2 separate regions of the Zea mays genome follow, and region 1 is linked to region 2. The links are chromatin contacts, called in public Hi-C maps. All regions are on one chromosome and are shown on one strand. The core of a region is the stretch at or near the end of the contact, and the rest is flanking DNA. Distances in the headings are between cores, read along the strand shown.

The links. A called contact is a pair of places that touch in the nucleus more often than the background predicts.
Region 1: a Hi-C map of leaf shows a contact between it and region 2, with 3 times the contacts expected there. The contact joins the promoter of LOC100284153 here to the promoter of LOC103640651 in region 2. A contact is called at or near these places in 2 of 25 Hi-C or Micro-C datasets (leaf and leaf mesophyll).

What each region holds. Positions count from the first base shown.
Region 1 is chr10:1,245,139-1,250,305 of Zm-B73-REFERENCE-NAM-5.0, forward strand. It overlaps LOC100284153 (holiday junction resolvase, S1x1p, URI domain nuclease), which reads left to right and starts at 3,031. Exons shown (of 3, transcript NR_182038.1): 1 at 3,031-3,927; 2 at 4,420-4,481; 3 at 4,722-5,167. LOC103640656 (serine/threonine-protein kinase BLUS1) reads right to left here and starts at 1,636. Exons shown (of 1, transcript XM_008664139.2): 1 at 1-1,636. The coding sequence starts at 1,605.
Region 2 is chr10:924,356-929,312 of Zm-B73-REFERENCE-NAM-5.0, forward strand. LOC103640651 (regulatory-associated protein of TOR 1) reads right to left here and starts at 3,079. Exons shown (of 23, transcript XM_035963278.1): 1 at 2,405-3,079; 2 at 257-359. The coding sequence starts at 2,734. It also overlaps the pseudogene LOC103642236.

The sequences.
Region 1 (5,167 bases), core at 1,781-4,280, 320 kb after region 2:
CCCCAGCAGCATCTCTTCCCTCTCCTCCCTTGGAGCGGTCACGCTCACATCACCATTGCCGCCGCCGTCATCCAAGCGGCCGGCGGTGCGTTGCAACACGTGCGTCACCATGTCCCTTTGCATCTCCAGGCTCTGCAGGACGGTCATCAGCTGCTGAGTCACCACTTGCTGCTGCTGCTTAAGCCCTACCGCCTCCGCCGCCTTCCCGTGAACGTGATCGTCGCCATCTCCATGCTGCGGCTGCGCCGGCGGCCGTCCTCTATCTCCATCTCCGTCTCCAGCGGAGTTGCTGTCGTGTAGCTCCACCTGGTCATCCCCTTCATCAAAATCGAATGGAAGGCACCTCTTCTCCGCCTCCACCGGCCGCTCCTCGGTCGTCGGATCAAACTCTAGGTTGTCCTCATTGAAGTTCCAGCCGCTGATCCGTCGGTTCTTGGCGACGACGACGTTGTCGGCGTGACGGGGGCACGGCGACACGCAGCGTGCGCCGCCGCCGACACACCCGCAGAGATCATTACCCGCTTCGTCGTCCTTGCGACACCGCTCCTCGATGCTTGGGACGGCGGCGAGGACGTTGCGGACGAGAAAGTCCCTGGAGCGACGGGAGCAAGCCTTGAAGAAGGGGTGGCGGAGGAGCTTCTCCGCCGACGGCCGCTTTGCCGGCTCCTGGCAGAGGCAGGCGGACACCATGTCCTTGAACGCCCTGGAGAACTTGTTGTTCTTGTCCCTGCGGTTGCCCGTGCCGACGCTCTCCTCGAAGCGGACGCGGCTGGTGATTCTCATCAGCATCGACTTGGACGGCGGCAGGTGCGAGAGCGGCGGGCGGCCGTGCGCGAGCTCCAGCGCCGTGATGCCGAACGACCAGATGTCGGCCTTGATGCCGTAGCCGACGTGGGAGTGGATCACCTCGGGCGCCATCCAGTACGGCGTCCCCGCCACGTCGTTGAAGCAGCACGACGCCGACGAGCCGGTCCCCACTGCCGCCGCCGTCGAGGCCGACGCAGACGCGTGTTGCCGGATGGTCTCGTAGATGGACGCCGAGACGCCGAAGTCGGCCAGCTTGACGGCGCCGTCCGAGTCCACCAGGATGTTTCCGGCCTTGATGTCGCGGTGGATGCGCCCCTGTCCGTGGAGGTAGCACAGCGCGCGGAGCGTCTCCCCGAGCACGACGGCCACGCACGGCTCCGGCAGGCCGCCGGGGAACCCGTGGCGCAGGATGGAGTGCAGCGAGCCGGCGCCCATGAAGGGCATCACCACCCACAGGTGGCTCCCCACGGTGAAGGAGCAGTGCGCTCGGAGCACGTTGCCGTGGGACAGCAGCGCCATGGCCTTGGCCTCCCGCTGCACGCCGTCCAGATCGGCGCGCGACCGCTCCAGGTCGATCGCCTTGATGGCCACCACCGCCGACGAGCCCAGAGGCAGGCACACGGCCTTGTACACCACCGCGCTCACGCCGCTCCCGATCTTGCACAGCAGGCGGTAGGACTCTGCGTTCAGCGGGTACCTCGCTTCGTCGCCGCCACCGCTAGCAGCATTGTTGGCCGCCGCCATAGCTGACGGCGCGGCCGTGGCGGCTGGAGCAAAGAGGCCAGCTGCACGTAGCATTTATCGATCAGTATATTGTGTAGTGGCACGTCACAAAGTGAGAGACACTAATATATATACACACATCATGACATACCCGTCCGTCACACACAATATATTTTTTTATAGCAAATGTGTTCAAAAATACAAATGACGATACTATATTTTTTTATAAATATAGTTAAACTTGTGATTGATTGCCTCATAAAAAACAAACATATACAAATGAAATATATTTTTTATAACATATAAACCTATTCAGAATTGCAAATAATGATACTATTTTTTTTAAAAAAAAACCTAAAAGTAAAATGCATCAACGAGTTGAAGTTAGCAATGTTGTGCCACTTGAGTTCTCAAATTCTCAAAACCGGTAAAACGGGTGTTCGAACATGACCACCCATCCAAAACGAGTAAAATGTATCAACGGACCTGAAACTTGGCATTATAGTCCCCGGACTCTTAAAATTAGGAAAACAGGTGCTAGAACTTGCCAGCCCATTGAAAACCGTCTAAAATCGTATTTGCTCAAATCGAACATCGACGTGGCGTCCAAAACCGGTTTTATAAAAACTTAATATCTACTAACTCCTCAAGAAAAGAGACATGCATGTACTCTTTTTTAGACAAGGGGTATATATGTATGGTCAAAAAATGGAGATGCGTGCATATTATATGGTTGGAGTGAAAATTACATTGCACTGGTGATGTAATTAACGGGTCTTGGAGTCGAATAATTAATTAAGGTGCATGTGAAGACATGGGGAAAGATAAAAAGAGAAAGAAAAGAAGATGGGTGGCCACAGCTTTGGGTGGTATTGTGTTGTTGTCACGGCCGAAGGAGCTGGGTTGCTCGTGAAGCTATTCAGTACAAGACTGCTTTTGGGTAGATGTTCCTGTCTCAGGTCTGATCGTGTGAAGACACCATGAACAAGCAAAGTTTGAAGATCACATTAATTAAGCCCCAGCAAAAGATCAACTAGAGTGTATTACATTTTTTGTTGTGAAGAAAAATCAAAACGCTATTTAACATCAACTAGAGTGTTTTATGAAATTTGTAGATTTTTTCTATCTTTTAAAAATTTGTCTAGAGCTAAATTAAAATTTTGAAAGCTTCTAAAGGTATTTTCACGTGGTTTAAGTATTTATTTGGATTCTTTATGTCTTAATATATATGTGTTTTTTTTTTCAAAAATTCTAGAAGCTTAAGGATATTTCCTCTTGTTTAAAAACGTCATCAAATATTTACATGATTTTTAATTGACCCTTGAAACAAAAATAGAGATGTAATTCAAATGATTTTGATAATTTAAATCTATAATTTTGCATCCTATATTTTACGCACTCTATTGAAACTCTACCGAAGACAGTCAACACACACCACCATTTGTCCATTGAGGCCCACGATCATTTATCCATCAAGGGCTCAAGGCCCGTTCATCCGATGACGTCACCGATTTCCTCCCATTCAATTCGTAAATTTCGTCCATGCATGGGCATGGAATGGATGGATGTGAATGCCACGAACGATTCCGCCCCGCCGGCCAGGTGAGAGATGAGCCTCACGGCGGCCTTCCGTGCCACCAAAATCCCGCGCGCTCTTCCTCCAAAGTGCGGTGAGCCTGCCGCCTCCTCCTCGGCCTCGGCGTCCGGGGATCCGCCGCCGGGGGCCGCGAAGAGTACTAAGGCGCCGCCGCCGTGGTGCGTGTACCTTATAGCCTCATCCCGGATCCGCCGCACGTACGTCGGCGTCACCACCGATTTCCCTCGCCGGTGATTCCTCGCCCTGCTCTACCTGCCTCCCCCGTTCCTTTCCCCACTTGCTTGTCTCGGATAGTCGTCATATGGTTGCAGCAAGCTAAGTTCGTGTGGTGTTAGCATTTGGAGAAGACTACGGTTGGAGTTGCAGAACCACAAGAAATTGACCCCATCCGGTTGTGCTTGTTGCAGGACAGTGTGGCTCTATCTCGTTAGGGCTGAAATTTGATTGCTTTGCTTCAATTTAGTACTTCTTGTTTTGTATTCATACTCTGAGTCGCCTTGCTCTGGTTTGCAGGATACACATGCTTGAAAATGCAAATTTAATTCACAGTTTTTCAATAGGTATATGTTAATAACAGCTAGCAGCTTAAGCAAGCATACTGTTAAAATGAATAAAGACCTGTAGTACTAGTCATGCACATAGATGTTGTATTTGTGTATTAGTGAAAGGAGCCTTTTTTATATATTTATATAGGCTGCGGCAACATAATGGTGAGTTAAAAGGTGGTGCAAAAGCTTCCTCTGCCGGCAGGCCTTGGAATCTCGCATGCCTTGTTGAAGGATTTGCCAACAGAAGTGAAGGTTAGTAGTAACTATCTGTTTTCTGGCTTACAGCTTCACACTTTGATGGTTCTTCAATTAATAGACTAGGTATGTGTCCGTGTGTTGTCACGAGGTGGGAGACCGTGGGGAGCGACGCCTAGGCTACAAATATATTTTTGTTTATTTCTAAACACCAAGATACGTGTGGTCCGGTGGTTAGTCCCAAATTTCTAGAACAGAGAGGTGTGGGTTCGAGTGCTCGTTTTTGCACTGTTTTTTGTGGGCGCTGGGCGTGGGGAGGGTGAAGCCGTGGTAGCACCAGATGCCTACATTAGATTCTTAATAGAGTAGTATAGATTAGAACAGTCTGCTTGTCACTCTTTAGGTTGTGCGTACAACTTTCTTAGCTATTTAGCCTGGGATTGCTAAATTTACTTGTAATTGGATGCTGGGACTATTCTTTATGTTCGTTCGGGTTTTCAGTTAATTGTGCTATGTTTACCTTACCAAGTTACCATACTAACCCCGCAGCAACTTGACTGCCTGTCATGTGTCCTGGCGTATAACCAACTAGTTCATCTATCTTTTTCGAGGTAGTTAATCCTCATGTACTAAGCATTCAATTTTTGCTTCCTTCATTTTCATACATAAAAGTATTAATACCATCCACAAAACTTGGAGTGTTTCAGTTCATGAAAGTTTCTTAATGTAATGTTCAGCTTATTGTACTTACTAGCATCTGCAATTTCTGCATCAGAAAGGAAATGGTCATTTGCTACTTGAGTTTGGACTAGTGCAAAAGATGTCTTATTTATCTTATCATCCTTTTGCAGCCTGTGAGTTTGAATCGAAATGGAAGATCGTCTCCCGAAAAATTGCACGGAAAAGAACTGAGCTTAGCATGAAGTCAGTGTTGCAACATCGAGAAGCAGCTTTGAGCAGAGTGGAAACATTCATGGATTGTAGCCACCTAAAAATCAAATGGCAGTCAAGTTGAGACCATTTAATCACTTGCACTATGCAGGTGGCAGGCATCTAACTTGGAGAAACATAACCACTTAAGAATCCTCCTGTCTTCTAGCAGCTCGTAGCAAAGATAACTTATAATCTTCTGCTGAACAATCAAGATGGCTGCTGCTATGCTTTCTTAACATGAAAAACCAAGAGTAGCCCCAGTGAAATTCTATGTTTGATTTTTTTTTCTATGAACAATTGTTTCCGAACAATAATATGGATCATGCGACACCCGTTTGTAAATGTAAATTATACTTATGTATTG
Region 2 (4,957 bases), core at 1,829-4,328:
ACATTGAAATCAGCTATCTACACGTCTGAAAAAATGAACAAGCATTTAGATCCTTTAATAATATTACTAACGTTTTTTTGAAGGGAAAATAATATTACTAGTGTCAATGCCTTGTATATATTTATAATAAGTTTTTCCCTTTTATTTCATTCTTGTTGGTTAAAAAACAGTTTCGTTCAAACGATAAAAAACAGCTCATTTACTGATTTTTCCAACTAATTTGAATTTGGAAATATATAATGAACTAAAAATTTACCTATCCAGCACTCCATTCTTGCACAAGGGGAAATTTTAATTACATCAGGTGGATCCACACTTATGTTTAAACATAATACAAGTGCAACACATCCTGTCTTCATCTGCACTACAAAATCCATTGTTAGTAAAGATCATGTAAACAATCCAAAAAAACTCGGCCGGTAGGGGAAAGACCACCCACGGTATTATATTAAGAAGAAGCCCAATCGAAACCGTGACCGAAAAAGGTCACAAAAGCTGCCCCCCCCCTCGCGCAACATGAGAGTCCACCCCCTATAGGCCGGATCTTTACTTGTGCGTTGAGCCCTCCCAGCCCCCATAGAACAGTCCATCCCGTGTGCACACAACAAGCAGAACCAGCGAGTGACCTTTTTAAACCTCAGCCTAAAATTCGCTCCCACTGGGATTCGAACTCGGGACCTGAGGATTGCTACTCAGACCACCTAACGAACTCAGCTAGAGGCCCTTTCGCGTAGAAAAACTTATAAGAACTAGCAAACCATCCCATAGGCCATGGCCAGACAAAAGAAACGATAAAATATCTATAAATTCTATAATGACTAAATCAGTAACGGTGCAGAACATTAAACCAGGCAGAACAGACAGAGAATTCCAATAGTAAATAGAAGAAATAGCTCAGTAGTGCCGTTGACTTTCAACATGATCCTCACACAATAAATATAAGCTGCAAAACTAGGGGACTTTGTCTCAAGGGTGAAAGGACAGATTACTTTACATGGTACATAGTTACACCAAGTGGTTCTGCAAAATTCCGAAAAGAAAATAAGGAAAATGGAACATATGTACGTACATATGCAGAAATTGTCTTTGCCCAAGAGCATTAATAATCCCTAATGTTATTCCAGGGACTTTAAGGCTCATTATGTCAAATTGATTTCTGCTTCATGTACAGAAACCTCAACTTTGTAGCCAAAACCTCCTATCTAGCAATCACATATGCATGTTGTCATGCACTGAAACACCATATTTCCCATCTGGTGCTTCATGCCATTGCAACATGCACAATATGGTGACCCTAAAACAACAATGTGCTTGCATGCCAACTTTGTTACAGTGGAAGCTCTTAAGTCTTAAGCCTCCAGTGACATTAACAGATGGAGGTCAGCAAAGTTTAACTTGGCCAATGGCGACTCTGCCCATGTTTGAACTTTGGCAAAATTGAGGCATTCCATTTAGCAATATGATGCTATGAGCAGTATGTTAGAAAAGTGCAAAAAATGGTTCATTTGTTATTGATGCAATTTTGCCTATAACTTATATAGCTTCACCAACAGCAACCCAGTGAGACTAAGTATTTCCATTAATGATATGATGCCAACAAGTCACTGATTACTGATATGAAGTGTCACTTGGAACTTGGAAGGGGGGGTTAGCACTCATTATATTTAGGTATGTGATAGTGCCTATTCGATACCAAAAACTTTTCAAAGACTGCACAGCATGGAATTTTGTTCTATATGTAGGTATATGCACATGTCACCATGATCAACACAATATTTATAGGGCCTGTTAGATACCCAGAATAATACTGTTTATTTTTTATCCAAGGCATACAGGTTGAAAATGTTATCACCATGCTACATCTAGGTGGTAAATGAAGTTAAGAATTTGAATGAGTTGGGCACAATACATTTGTTTTGTAGCAGTTAATATTAACAAAGAAATGTTCAGTGTCATATTATGCAGTAAAAGAGTAATACAACATGTAATTTATAATTTATCCCTCCCCGACAACCTTTCAAAACACTTGTGAAGCAGAAGACACTAGGCAGTGGCAAACGATAATGCATACCACCATATCGTGATTGTCCTGCTCACAATAGTGAGCATAGCGGTTACTTATTCCGTGACTTCCGGGGCCTCGCTAGTTACATCTGGCAACACCACACCTTAGTCCATACGTGCTCCGTAACGGAGATTGATAAATAAATGCTAATTTGCTAAGTTGGCAGGCACCGTAATCACTTCATACTCCTCGCAGCTGCACCCAAGCTACCATTTTAAAGCTAAATCAGCTAAGTGCTATCCCAAAGATGCCCCCGAGAACAGGCGTTGCCGAATTCAGTGAATAGCGGAGTATAACATCAGAAGAAACGGCATCTGCAATCTGCATCACATCCATTACCCGATCCTTGGGGCGCCACTTGGAGACGAGGCCACTGGTGGAGGGCCCTGCGGCTGCGGCCGCAGCCTCATCGATCCCCTCAGGCTCGTGGCGCTGCTCGCACAGCACGACCAGCTGGGGCAGGTACGGCACGGGCGCCGACTTATCCACCTCGTCGGCCTCCAGCCCGTTCCTGGGCTCCGGCCCGCTGGCAGCCAGGAGGCCATCCCCGGTATGGTTGTGGTTCTGGTGGTGGTGTTGATTGGGCAACGGCGGCGTCGGCGAGGACGACAGTCCCCTGGAGGACGAGGAGTGGACGAGCCTGGACGCCATGAGATCTCCCAATGCCATCGACGCTTGCTGTGCCTCTTTTCACCCCGCAGCCAAAACCATCATGAGGTCGGGAGCTCGCTCACGTACATCGATCGAATCGGGCCAGCGTGGCGAGTCGGAGGTGGGGAGCCGGGTCAGTGGGGGTGGGGAGACTGGGCCGAGGTTGGTGGGGGAGGGGTTTAGGGTTAGGGTTTGGTTGGCCGGGAGGAGAGAGAGAGGAGGGGGAAGGGACGGGAAGCGGCGTCTCGATGCGGGAACGAGGAAGCAGGCGACGCGACGCCAGGCGAGCAGCCGAGGAGAGAGATTGAGGGAAAACAAAATAAAATTTATAGTATAAAGGTTGGAAATGGAAATTGCCTGCCCTCTTTCCTCCATTATTTTACTACTTTTGGAGACAATGGACACAGCTCGTTCTCTTCTCGTAATGGTTGAATGCACTATAAATATATATGTATACTAGGTGAGTGCCCGTACGTTGCAACGGAACCATATAATGATACGATAACTTATGTACATATGTGTGTTATATTGTTATAGATATGTGCCCATGCGTTGCGACGGAAGTAAAAGATTTGTATGAAACATTGATACGGAACGACAAACATCACTATGATACACCCTACTGTAGAGTATTTCTTTCTCTTCTCATTTCCCATTATTGTTATCACTTCTCTTTCAACGAGAATTTTCTTTCTTATTTTATTTTATTTTATGTAGAAGTGCCATATAGTCTCTTTGGCTAATTTAATGTAGTTTTGTTATCTGGAAATCTGGACTAATATATTTATCCCATCTTTAAAAGTGGTATTTTGAATTATTAGATCGACATGTTAACAACTGGGTGGGGGTATTTTATCTACTATCTTTACTACTATAATAATGCACTACTTTTAATAGTTCCAGTCGTGGTTTTTTGTGCGTCACGCCCCCACCCGCTCGCTCGTTCTCCACGCTTCGCTATCCAGGAGCGTCCGCTCACTCTCTAACATCCACAAACACTATCCTTTGAGCATTACATATATTTTTGAAATGATTTAGTTGTGCATTACTATTTTATTCAATATTTTGTATGCCGTCGCAACGCACAGCTCAATACTGATTTAGTTTTGTATAGATCTTTAACGTTGACTGGAACCACTCCTTGATCTGATGTTGGTACTGGCAATTTGGCAAATAGGAAAACCTTGTGATGTTCATTTCCATTTGGCATGGAGCTCTGGTGCATATCATTCCTCGTATGGTCATTGACAGACCTGGCCCACAAGCAGCCGCAAACCAACTGCTCTTTCCTGGTTTTTGTTTTGTTTTTCGATGTGCATAGCTTAGACGACTTTGTGTCTGTTGTGGCATACACGCTAGGAACGGATGGTGAATATAAGCAAAGATGTGTTGCTGCCATTTCTCATATGAACATGTCTCCGTAGTTAGTAGTATGATTGATTATACATGCTTTGACAGAGTAACATTTGCTGAATCTTTACACAAAAAGGGCGAAGAAAAGAAGAAAGCGAAAAGGAAAAAAAAAGAAAGAAAGAAAATATCAACCTCAAATTACAATTGCATCTCATGATGCTGACGCTAGTGTACATTCAAACACCAGAGAAGAGAGAGAGACGATGATGTTGCCCATCAACCTTCGCCTTCCAGATAGACGCAGCAGCATCAGGGAGCAGAGCATAGAGACGCACGCCTAGGTAACTAATTCTGGCCGTCGTCTCACGAATAAATGTGACGAGGAAGAAATTAAGAGGCCCATCGGCCGGCTATGATCCACTCTCAGCTTGGTTACTGAATGGCAACCGTTTAGAGCCCCTCTCAACAGTGTCTCTCCACAACCGGTACCGTACCCCGAGCTTGTCATATGATACCGGCCAGTTCCAGACGTTGGCGCCATTGATCATCCGTTCTTGCTGACCAAGAAAAAGCCGGAGGTCCTCGTTCTAGACTTGCACAAGACCACCATGAAAAGATATTAGATTTGTCAAGAACATTTTCTGAACCAATTCCAGCCGCATTCTACACTAATTCCTATAAACTACTTTATCACATTGACTGACGTGCCTTCTCTGCAAAATGTGACCACAGCAGGTGCATGAGCGGTGCGTGCTTGAGCAACGGAGCGAAGTCTAGCGACATCCGGTACAACAGCCAAGTTTTGTTCCTAGAGGGGGGCAAGCAGACGTGGAGCTGGTGGAGGTGCGTGGAGCATTGTTGGGTGCTCTTCCCTTCTAGCTTCCCAGG